2 separate regions of the Oryctolagus cuniculus genome follow, and region 2 is linked to region 1. The links are chromatin contacts, called in public Micro-C maps. All regions are on one chromosome and are shown on one strand. Each heading gives the region's core, a stretch centred on a gene start, on an enhancer-like site or on the middle of the called end of the contact. The rest is flanking DNA. Distances are from core to core; before and after follow the strand shown.

The links. Hi-C and Micro-C count contacts between places; a contact is called where the count stands out from the background.
Region 2: a contact with region 1 is called in a Micro-C map of ear pinna, with 4 times the contacts expected there. The contact joins the promoter of MAX here to the promoter of JKAMP in region 1. A contact is called at or near these places in 2 of 6 Hi-C or Micro-C datasets (ear pinna and an unstated tissue).

What each region holds. Positions count from the first base shown.
Region 1 is chr20:11,004,545-11,009,601 of mOryCun1.1, reverse strand. It overlaps JKAMP (JNK1/MAPK8 associated membrane protein), which reads left to right and starts at 2,194. Exons shown (of 8, transcript XR_011384856.1): 1 at 2,194-2,333; 2 at 4,028-4,119; 3 at 4,700-4,854.
Region 2 is chr20:11,145,044-11,150,100 of mOryCun1.1, reverse strand. MAX (MYC associated factor X) reads left to right here and starts at 2,429. Exons shown (of 5, transcript XM_002719526.5): 1 at 2,429-2,729; 2 at 3,427-3,453. The coding sequence starts at 2,694.

The DNA of each region.
Region 1 (5,057 bases), core at 945-3,444:
TTTGAAAGGTAGAGGGAAAGATTTTCTATCAATTGGTAAACTCCCCAGTACCCACAAAAACTGGGTCCGGGCCAGGTGGAAGCCAGGAGCCTGGAGCTCAATCTGGGCTCACAAATGGGGGGTAGGGCCCAACTACCTGAGTCACCTCCTGCTGCCTGATAGGGTGCATATTTGTAGGAAGCTGGATTTGAACCCAGAACTTGAACCCAAACTGATGTGTGACACGGGCCTCCCAAGCAGCAACTACACTGCTCTGCCAAACACCTGCCCCTGGGTTTCTGAATTTTTAAATGAAGTCATGAATAAGAATCTTTAATTCTTCATATAGTAAATATGCAAAGTATCTTCTCTTGGTTTTTGACTTTCTTTTTTAATTTGAAGGCAGAAAGACAGAGGTAGATAGAGAGCGCTCCTATGCACTGGTTCAACCCCCGGATGTCAGTGAGCTGGGCTGGGACTAAAGCCAGCAGCCAGGAATGCAGTCCAGGTTGTCCATGTGCACGGCAGGAACCTAATTACTTGAGCCATTACCACTGCCTCCCTGGGTCTGCATTAGCAGGAAGAAGGAACCAGGAGCCAGATCAAACTAGGCTCTCTGATGTGAGACAGAACGTCTTAACTGCTGGGCCAGTTGCCTACCCCTATGGTTTTTTTTTTTTTTTTTTAATTTAAAAGTCAGTTACACAGAGAGAAAAGGAGAGGCAGAGAGAGAGGTGCATCTGCTGGTTCACTCCCCAGATGGCCGCAACGGCCAGAGCTGCGCCGATCCGAAGCCAGGAGCCAGGAGCTTCCTCCAGGTCTTCCTATGTGGGTGCAGGGGCGCAAGGACTTGGGCCATCTTCTACTGCTTTCCCAGGCAGCCTAGTCCCAGCAGCCAGGACTAGAACTGGCACCCATATGGGACATTGGCATGGCAGGCTGCAGCCTTACCCACCATGCCATGGCGCTGGCCACAGGAGTCCTCAAATCTTAAGGCATAAAGTGGTCCTGAGACCACAAGGTTTGAGAACCACTAAATTAGGGTTGGGGGTTTTTGTTTTTAAATTTTGTTTCATCCTATATGAACATCTCATTTTATATAATGGGATATGAAAGCCCTGAAAAGTTAAGTATGTAGAATTCTTGTGATGGAACCACATTGTAAATGTGCTAACAGAGCTGACTGATGCATCTACTCAGTAAATAAAAGCTACCGTGGAATTAGTTAATTTACATTTAGTAATCTACCCATAACGAGTCCTTTAACAAGGCCAACAATCATCCTAATACAGCTGTCTTTAGGGTTTAGTTTTTCTGAATATCGAATTTTGAGTTAGGGATCCCTCTATCCGATGATCTCACGATATAGCAAACCACTGTATTTTGTATACAACACTTGGGGCACACAGTCCTCTGAAACCCGAGACTGAAGATAACATAATGGACATTTTTATGTACTGCACTGGGTGTCAGTTTCCAAGCTAAGCACGTCAGACACACTGAATCACTTACACTTAGAGGAATCCGACATCAGCACTGTCGCCCTCAGGGACGTGTCACCGGTCTCTCCTAAAGAGGGACGCGGCATCGGCGTGCCCAGGGCAGCCTGCAGCTGCCGCTCCTCGCTCTAAGGCTGAGAACCGCCTGGGCTACGTCTGCGACCTTCACACGAAGCTGTGCTGGAATCCAAATCCTCCGGGAGATTCAGGACCAAGCTTTTCCGCAGATGACGTTCAGGGCCTTTAAGGGGAAGGAGGGATAACTGCACCTGCCCTGCTCAGTCAGCTCCCAGCTCGCTCTGGGGCGCAGCCTTCCTGGGGACAGTACAGGGAGTCTCAGACACCCAGACCAGAGGCCGGCCCGACAGGGATCGCCCCTTGGTACGGATGCCCATCCTACACAAGGTTTCCATGGCACACGGGCACCTGTACCAGGGAACCGCACAGTCTTCTCACGGCGCCACGCGCCTACAGAACTCCAGTCATCTAGCACCCCACAGTGTTTCCATGCCGGCTATATATCTCACATATAAAAATCCTAACTAGCTCATCTCTCAATCCGCACCCCAAACCCCGTGAGCTAAGCGAAGCACAGACAGGCTGGCTGCACAGCAGTGGATGCTGACGCGGGCCCCGCAGCGCTGGCTTTTAAGCTCGCGACGCCCCCAAAGGGGCAGGACGCACGGCAGCCTCAGGGGGCGTGGCCGAGACCAGGAAGTGGGTGGGGCTGCGGCGCGGTCGCCTAGGTTACCAGGAGGCGGAGCCAGCGAGGCTGCTGTGGCCCGGATGTCGGGGCGTTCCAGCCGCATCCGCTGACCCTGGAGCGACTGCCAGAAGCCTAGGAGCGGCTCATGGGTGAGGGGGCGCCGAGGGTCGGGGGAGCGCCTGTCTTCGCCGCGGCTTCTTGGCTGCGCGGCAGGTCCGGGCTGGGCTGGGCGCGGCGCCTGCTCGCCCCTTGCCGCCCTTCCGGCCCGGACTCTTGCCGGGGTCGGGGTGGTCGCTGCTCCTGGCGCGTTGGCCGCCCACGGGAGGCCGGGCCTCTGGCTGTCCGGTCGGAAGTGTGCCCTCGGCCGCTGTGTTTCCTCCGAGGACTGCGGTAGTGCGCACGGGCCGGAAAGGCAGCCGCCGCCGCTGGCTGCAGAGTTGACCGGGTTCGGCCGCGGCCGCAGGTGCGGGTGTAGGAGGTCCCTCCCGGGGAGGCTCGGCGGTCGCGCCGTAAAGTCGTCGCCGTCCTCCGCCTCAGCGAGCGCTGGGAGCCGGAGTTTCGTTTGGAACGTGATGGGCTCTTGCTTTGTTTGTTGCACTGGTTTTCAGACCCTGGGCTTTGAGAGACCTTGGAGTATTTATATTCCAGTGTAGGAAGATAGATCAGGAAGTTCGCGGAAACTGGGGTTAGAAGACACGTTTCTTGTGGTGCAAAAATTTTTGAAACCTGTTTTTTGCACAATGCACGTTTTCTGGGAACTTTTCGAAGACCCCTCATATTTGGCAAGCATCTCGTAAATAAAGTCCGTAGGAAAAACTGCGGATTCTTTAACTTCTGCTCTCAGCAGAAGCGTGAAACAGTTCGTGCTCATGCCTGAGCCTAGAACAAGGTGATTATGATGAGTTAAGCAAGTGCCAGTTAAAGTGAGGAAGCCCATGGGTCTGAAAACTAAGAGATTTTGTGAAAATGAGAATATTAAACTTGAGTCGTTTGCACCTGGGCTATCCCTGTTTGAATTCCAGTCTCCTTGAATCTGGAAGGAGAAAGGTGTCTCTAGGTGGTGAGTTCGGGAAGCATGTGAGAAATGGTTGTGAAGTCATTAAATGCACAGTGTCCCACAATAATTCACATATACACCGCGCTTGACCGCGTTCCCAGAGAGCAGGGGCCCTGGTGTTTGCTCTTAGTTGTGCGTGTGGACTGAGTGGACGGTCGGCAAGTGAAGGGCATGGGTCTCTGATTAAGCATCGCTCCCTCGTGGCTCCTCCCGCGGGTGAGGTCCGGGCGGAGCTGCAGGGTCTCTGGAGCTGCTGTTTTGTTTTCCCCAAGCCTGAGATTGCGTGAATCTTTGTTCAGAGCTGAGTGTGTTTACTCCAGGCCTGCCCTCGGTTCTGGAATCACAGCCTTTTGCCTTTGTGCTGTTAACACACGTGCTCCTACACACAAAGGTGGGAACAGGTGCTGTGTGCACAAAACAAGCAGCCGCCTTCCGTCGGGTCCGCATTTTCGAAAGCTTAGTTTGGAATTTTATGATCAGTGAAGTTCCCAAGTGGAGTCCAGTCAAGGTGGGTGGCTCTGTGGAGCCCAGGCTAGACCGTGAGGTCTGGAGATGCCTTGCTCTGCTGGTCCAGGACCTTACTCACAGGGTGCACTCAGCACGAAGTCCAGGGTTGCCTTCTGCAGTGCCACACACTGGAATACACGCACCAGGCTCTTGCCTAATCCATGTCGCGTCTTACAAGGAAGCTGTGATGAGCTGTGTCTGCCCAGTGCCTCAGCTGTTACTGCATTATTCTTTTCTAATCACAAAGATGTCACTCTACTGGCGTTTGTTTTTAAAAAGCTGTCGATATTCAACCAGCCTGCCTTGGACTTTACTGCGGGAAGACCCTGTTATTTAAAAACGGCTCAACTGAAATATATGGAGAATGTGGGGTGAGTCTGCTGTTTGTGTTACTTCATTGGTGAAGTCTGTTTGTTTTGTGGAATCTCTTTAAAATATACTCATTAATTTATAAGAGAGAATATGAGACATTAATAAAGTCCTGGTTGGAATTGTTCTCTTGATATCTGTAATACGTCTTTCCTTGAGAGTCAGGTATTAAGTGTTTTTAAAAACCTTTTATAATTTTATGGTAATTTCTAATTACATTTAAAAAGGATCTAGTGCATTGGCTTGTCCATTCAGTTAACATTATAATCCAGAACATTTCTCGGAAATCATTTTTATATGATGTTAGTAGCTAGGTTTTTCATTGAGTGTTTACTATTTTGGTAACTAAGTAAAAAGAATCCTTTCTACTTTAACATTTTATAACTTTCTACTTTAACGTTTTACAACTATAGCACAAACACTGTAGATTTCTTTTTGTCTTATGTATGCTTTAGTCTTTATTTCTGAAAGCTAACATAGACTTAAATGTTTAAGATGCAGTGCGACGTTTAACAGTGTGGTTCGGGGCGGGTGTTAGCGTCCAGAGTGTCTGCATGTAAGGTTGCTCTCTGTGCATTGTAGGTGTGCCCAAGAGGACAGAGGACCGACGCCCAGAAGCTCTGTCAGCCCTGCACGGAGTCCCCGGAGCTGTACGACTGGCTCTACCTGGGCTTCATGGCCATGCTCCCTCTTGTGTTACACTGGTTCTTCATTGAGTGGTACTCAGGGAAGAAGAGGTCAGCACGTTCTGTGAAGTGTCCACAGGACTGGTGCTAGAGTAGTTGCCATTTACAAGACGTTATTAAGCACTAATAATTGCTCTTGTGTTGTTTAAAGTTAGTAAACCCATTTTTCCTTTATATTCTGATTACTTTTTTTTTTTTTTTAAAGATTGATTTGTTTATTTCAGAGGTAGAGTTACAGACAGAAAGTCTTCCGC
Region 2 (5,057 bases), core at 1,180-3,679, 140 kb before region 1:
AGAGAAAGAGAGAGAGAATCTTTCCAAATTTGCTTTCCAAATGATTGCTAGGGCTGGGCTAGGCTGAAGCTAGGAGACTGGAACTCCATCTGGGTCTCCTACATGGGAGCAGGGGCCCAAGCACTCAGGCCATCTTTCTCTGCCCTTCCAGGTGCATTAGCAGGGAGCTCCATAGGAAGTGGAACAGCTGGGACTAGAACCAGCGCTGATATGGGAGGGTGGCGGAGCAGGCAGTGGCTGGACCCTGCTGTGCCGCAGGGGTCATTTTTAACTTGTGGACAGAATGGTCCTCTAGTGTTTTTCACTTTGCAGACACCCATGGACTGTGGGCTATAATAATCAATTAACCCTAACTTCTAGTATCTTGTTAATTAGCTCATCCAAGAGCGACCCATGCCTGTTTTCCTCAGAACCCATCAGCTACCAGCTCTTACCACATGAAGTCTGCTTGTGTCTGTCTGCCCAAGTTCACATGAAAGGAACACAACCAGACAAAAGCACTTAGAAAAACTCAATTCATCTGCAAAGATGTGCAGACTTTGGGACCCAGCTCTTTGGCAGAGTTGGCTTAGCCAGCGGAGCCAGCGTCCCATATGGGTGCCGGTTCGGGTCCCAGATGCTCCACCTCCAATCCAACTCCCTGCTGATAGCCTGGGAAGGCATTGGAAGATGGCCCAAGTGTTTGGGCCCCTGCTCCCACCTTGGAGACCAGAAGCAGCTCCCGGCTGCTGGTGTCTGATCAGCTTAGCTCTGCCATTGCGATCATTTTGGGAGTGAACCAGTGGATGGAAGACCTCTCACTCTGTCTCTCCCTATTAGTAAAATGGCGGCAGTCTTATCTACGGCCCGACCTATACCCCGGACACAATTCTAGGCTCTAGCCCTCCACGCCATTGCTGGAAGCCAGGTGACCCTGTGGCCCAACCATCGGTGTCAGCTCCACCCCCATCCTAACAGGATTTGTTGCTCCTACTTCCCTGCCCACCGCCTTCCCCCCAGCCTGTTCCTGAACACGTGGCTCTTTCTCACTGTCTTTTGTTCTCTCTCTTTTCATTCTTTTCCCTTTCCCTCCGGTCTGTGGGGTTTACCCCACCAATAAACCCTTTGCCTTACTCCGGTGTTTGGTGTTTTGTGGCGGCCTCTCTGTAACTCTGCCTCTCAAATAAAGAAAAATAAATCTTAAAAAAAAAGGAAAAAAAAAAAAGATGTGCAGGCTTCACCAGCAGTGAGAACTATTTAGAGGGACAGAATGGAAAGGGGCGTTCATGCACATCTACATCCAATGTCTTCAGCATGGATGCCACAAAGGTTGTGTGTCCCGTCTCCAGATTCCTGCTTTCAAAAGTCAGGGGTAAAATGGTTCCTCATGTGGACAGCCGGAAGTCAGGGGAAAAGTCCAAGATTTCGCTTATTTTGGAGATCGGACATAAGGGCGGAAAATGTCTTTGTTGCTGTTTTGTTTTTCCTTCCTGTGTGCACTCTGAAATGGCAGCCGCGCAGCGTGGACTTCTGCTTGCCAGCTGGGAGTTGCATGAATGCAGGGGACATGATGGCATCCCCTTCGGCACCTGTTAGGTGCCAGTGAACACTGGAGAAGCAGATCTGTAAAAATGATTTCAAACGGAGAGGCAGCTGCGCCAGTCTTCCAGTCTGCAATTTTTAGCCGCGGTGCTCCGGGCCGGGGCACTCTGCAGACCGCCCGAGCTACGCCGGACCCGGAAGGCGCTTTCACTTCCAGGTACCCCGGCTGCCGGGGGTGGGCTCCGTGGTCCTGGGAGCCTCACGTGCGCCGTGCGGACCGACACTGCCCGCTAAAGGGACGCAAGCCTCTGCGGCTAGGAGAGGTCCCTCGGCGAGGGCGGTCGCGGTGCCCGTGCCGTCACACCACCCCACACCTGCCATCACCACCTCCACGGTTCCCGAGGGTCCGCGTGGGCAGCCAGAGCTGCGCCCCCTGGTCTGCCGCGGCAGGTTACGCCCCAGGGCGCAAAGCGGCGCGACTCCAGCATCCAGGAGACAAAGTAAAACCAATTGCACCAAAGAGAGGCAGCGCTATTTATGCGGCCGGCTTTTCCCCCAGGGCCTCCACCCTGTCCCCCGGGCCCGGCGCCCAGAGCGCAGACGGTGCCCGGCTCCGGAGCCCCAGCTCCCTCCACGTGTCCTGTCTTCCCAGCAGCCTCCTCTGCCGCCTCGGGAGGAAAACCTCCTGACAACTCGCGGTCTGCGGACTACGTCTCCCAGAAGGCGCCGCGCCGCCTCTCTCTCCGCCCTCCTCCGCGGGACACGCAGGCGCCCTGAGCTCCGTCCGCAAGCCGGCCTGGCGTCGACGGGCTGCAGTGCTTCCTGGGATTTGTAGTTCTTTGGGCTCTCGCCGGGCCGTCAGTCCCAAGGACGAGAACTACAAGACTCGGCTGCCCCAGCGTGCCGAGTCCGATCACGTGGCAGGGGGCCGACCGGGCGTGCGTGCCGCCGTTGATCCGGTGCTGCAGTGAGGAGGTGGTTCTCGCCCGTGTTGTGTGTGTGTGCGTGTGTGGGGGTGTGTGTGTGTGAGTGAGTGAGAGAGCGAGTGAGTGAGTGAGTGAGTGTGTGTGTGGGGGCACTTGGCTGCTTGTTGTCGGTGACTTCCCCCTCCCCTCCACCCTTCCCCCTTCCCGCCGCCGCCGCTGCAGTGGCCGCTCCCTGGGCCGTAGGAAATGAGCGATAACGATGACATCGAGGTGGAGAGCGACGTGAGTCCCGGGGCTTCTTCCTTCCCGTGCGGGTTGTCAGGCGGGGACAGCGGCCAGGGCTCTCAGCGGGGCGACGGCGGGAGGGGGCCGGGCCGCAGCCGCCGCCTCCTCCTCCTCCTCCTCCTCCTCCTCCCCCCCTTTCCCCTCCCCGGCCGGGACCGCCTCGGTCGCGCTCCCGGCTCGCTCCCCTCGGGGCTGCCGGGCTGGAGGTGGGGGAGAGGACACGCGGCCTCTGGGACCCCCGGCCCGTTCTCCTGCCGCCACCCTAGCCAGCTGAGGCTCCGTGGGACAGGGCTGGGGTGCGACCGGGATCTCATTGTCCGGATCCTGGGGTCGGCGATCCCCTCCTCCCGGGACCCGCGGATCCTGGGGGGTGCGGGGGGTGCGGCAGAGCGGAGAGGGGTTGGGAGTGTCCCGGCGGCCCGAGCTGGGTCCGAGGGGAGGAGACGGTGCTCGGGAACCCCTCTGGCCCGGGTCGGATCCCGGAAAGAGGGGCGGCGCTCGGGACCCCCTGCCCGGCTACTGGATCCCGCTGGGGGAGGGTGGGGGCGTGGGGCGGGGAGGGAGGGGTGAAGGGCTGACTCCCCCCCCCCCACCCGCCGCTTCCTCCGCCGCCGGCATTTTCTTTCTTATTATTGAGTGTGAAGTGTAAAAATAACTTCTATATTTTCTATTTTTTTTTTCTCTCTTATTCCAGGAAGAGCAACCGAGGTTTCAATCTGCGGTACGTCTCCTACTCTCCATTTCGTTTTCATTTCCGTTCAGTTCTAGTCCTTTCTGGGGTCAGAGAGAACCAGAGATTGTTCTAATACTTTTAATAATGTAGTAAACCCTCCTGTTGCCCGCTAAGGTGAGGTGGGGCCTGAATCCGGGGTGCCGGGGGGTGGGGAGGGAGAGCTGCGAATCCCATAATTCCAGATTCTCAGGTGACTGAGTGCTGAGTGAAGCCAAGACGTGGAATGGCCTGTAGTTTCCACACGGGCTTGCAGCTCCTGCCGTGCGAGTGGGGAATGAGGACAGCCTTTGGAGGCAGATAGTGGCTGGCGTCGCTCCAGGGCCAAGGAGCTGGGAGGCTGAGTTAGGCAGCAGGCGGTGTTGAACCCTAGCCACATAGCTGGGTCCGGCTGAAGCCACATGCAGTAATGGCCCCTAACCGGGAGTCATGGGGCTGGCAGGCCGAGGTGTTGTAGCACCAACGGCAGACCAGCCGGGGCGGGCGGGCGGGCCGTGGCACCAGCCTGACCTGCGGCTCCTTGTGGGCGGCCCCTGTCCCAGTTGAAGGAGAGGGGGATAGAGAATGGTGAGAGCGGCTGAAGACAGCGCTGGGGAAAGGTGATGGAGGCGGTCACCGGTGTTCTCGCGGTGGCTCCCACGTTCTGATGCCAGTGTGCTCGGGCGTGCTCCTGTGCACTCCCACTCGGAGCTCTTGTCTTTGGAGCCGTGCTGCGGGCGTGTGTGGCTAGATCAGAGAAAGCAGAGGAGAGATGCGGAGTAAATCCGCACTGGAGCGGGCAAGAAGAGCGAAGCGTGGCAGAGGCTGTGCTGGTCGTCAGCTAGGAGCCGGGAGCTGTGGGGTGCCCCAGGCAGTGGGGAGCTGAGAGTCCAGGGGAGGGAAGAGGTGGGGCCTGGGCTCCTGGGGGACACAGGCCTCCCAAAGAGGCAGGCGCTCCTCCGCCCCAGTGGGTGGGTATGTGGGAGGAGCACCCGCTGTTGCCAGATCTTCCTGTTGTGAAGGAAATAGTGGAAATCCACAACTTGTATATGACTTTTGTGATTTTCAAAAGAATGTGTGGACCAGCTGTGTGCAGGCTTGGTAGAGTTTGCAGGATGCCGCGGTAGACCCCTGGTGTAGGAATTTAGTAACCACAAAGGCAAGCTCTCTGCATTGTCCCTGTGCGTCATCAGAGCACGCCAAGGTGGCACGGGTTGTCCAAGAGAGACCATTAGGAAAGCTGGCCTGAGAGCTGATGTTTCCACTGAACTCCCAGCGTGCACTTGCTCCTGGCCAGCAGTCGTGAATATTTGCTGTGCTTTATTTCTCTTTGAAGTCATGATGCACACTCGTATTCACCCATGGATGTGAAAATTGAATTCCCTCTTCCCGTTGCTGTTGTCCTCACTAATGTGGCAGCGGAGCCCAGTGTGCCTGCAGCATTGTTTGCCGACCTCTGGCTCAGGGCTGGACCGGGGTTGGTCAGTCAGGTGTCAGTCGCTGCAGAATCCGCCCTGTGCATTTGCATTCCGATGGCTTCCCGGTGAGAGGAAGGTTCTTTTGTGCATGAAATTTTGGCTCACGGTTTTTGGAAGCTTCCTGCTTTTCCAAATGTT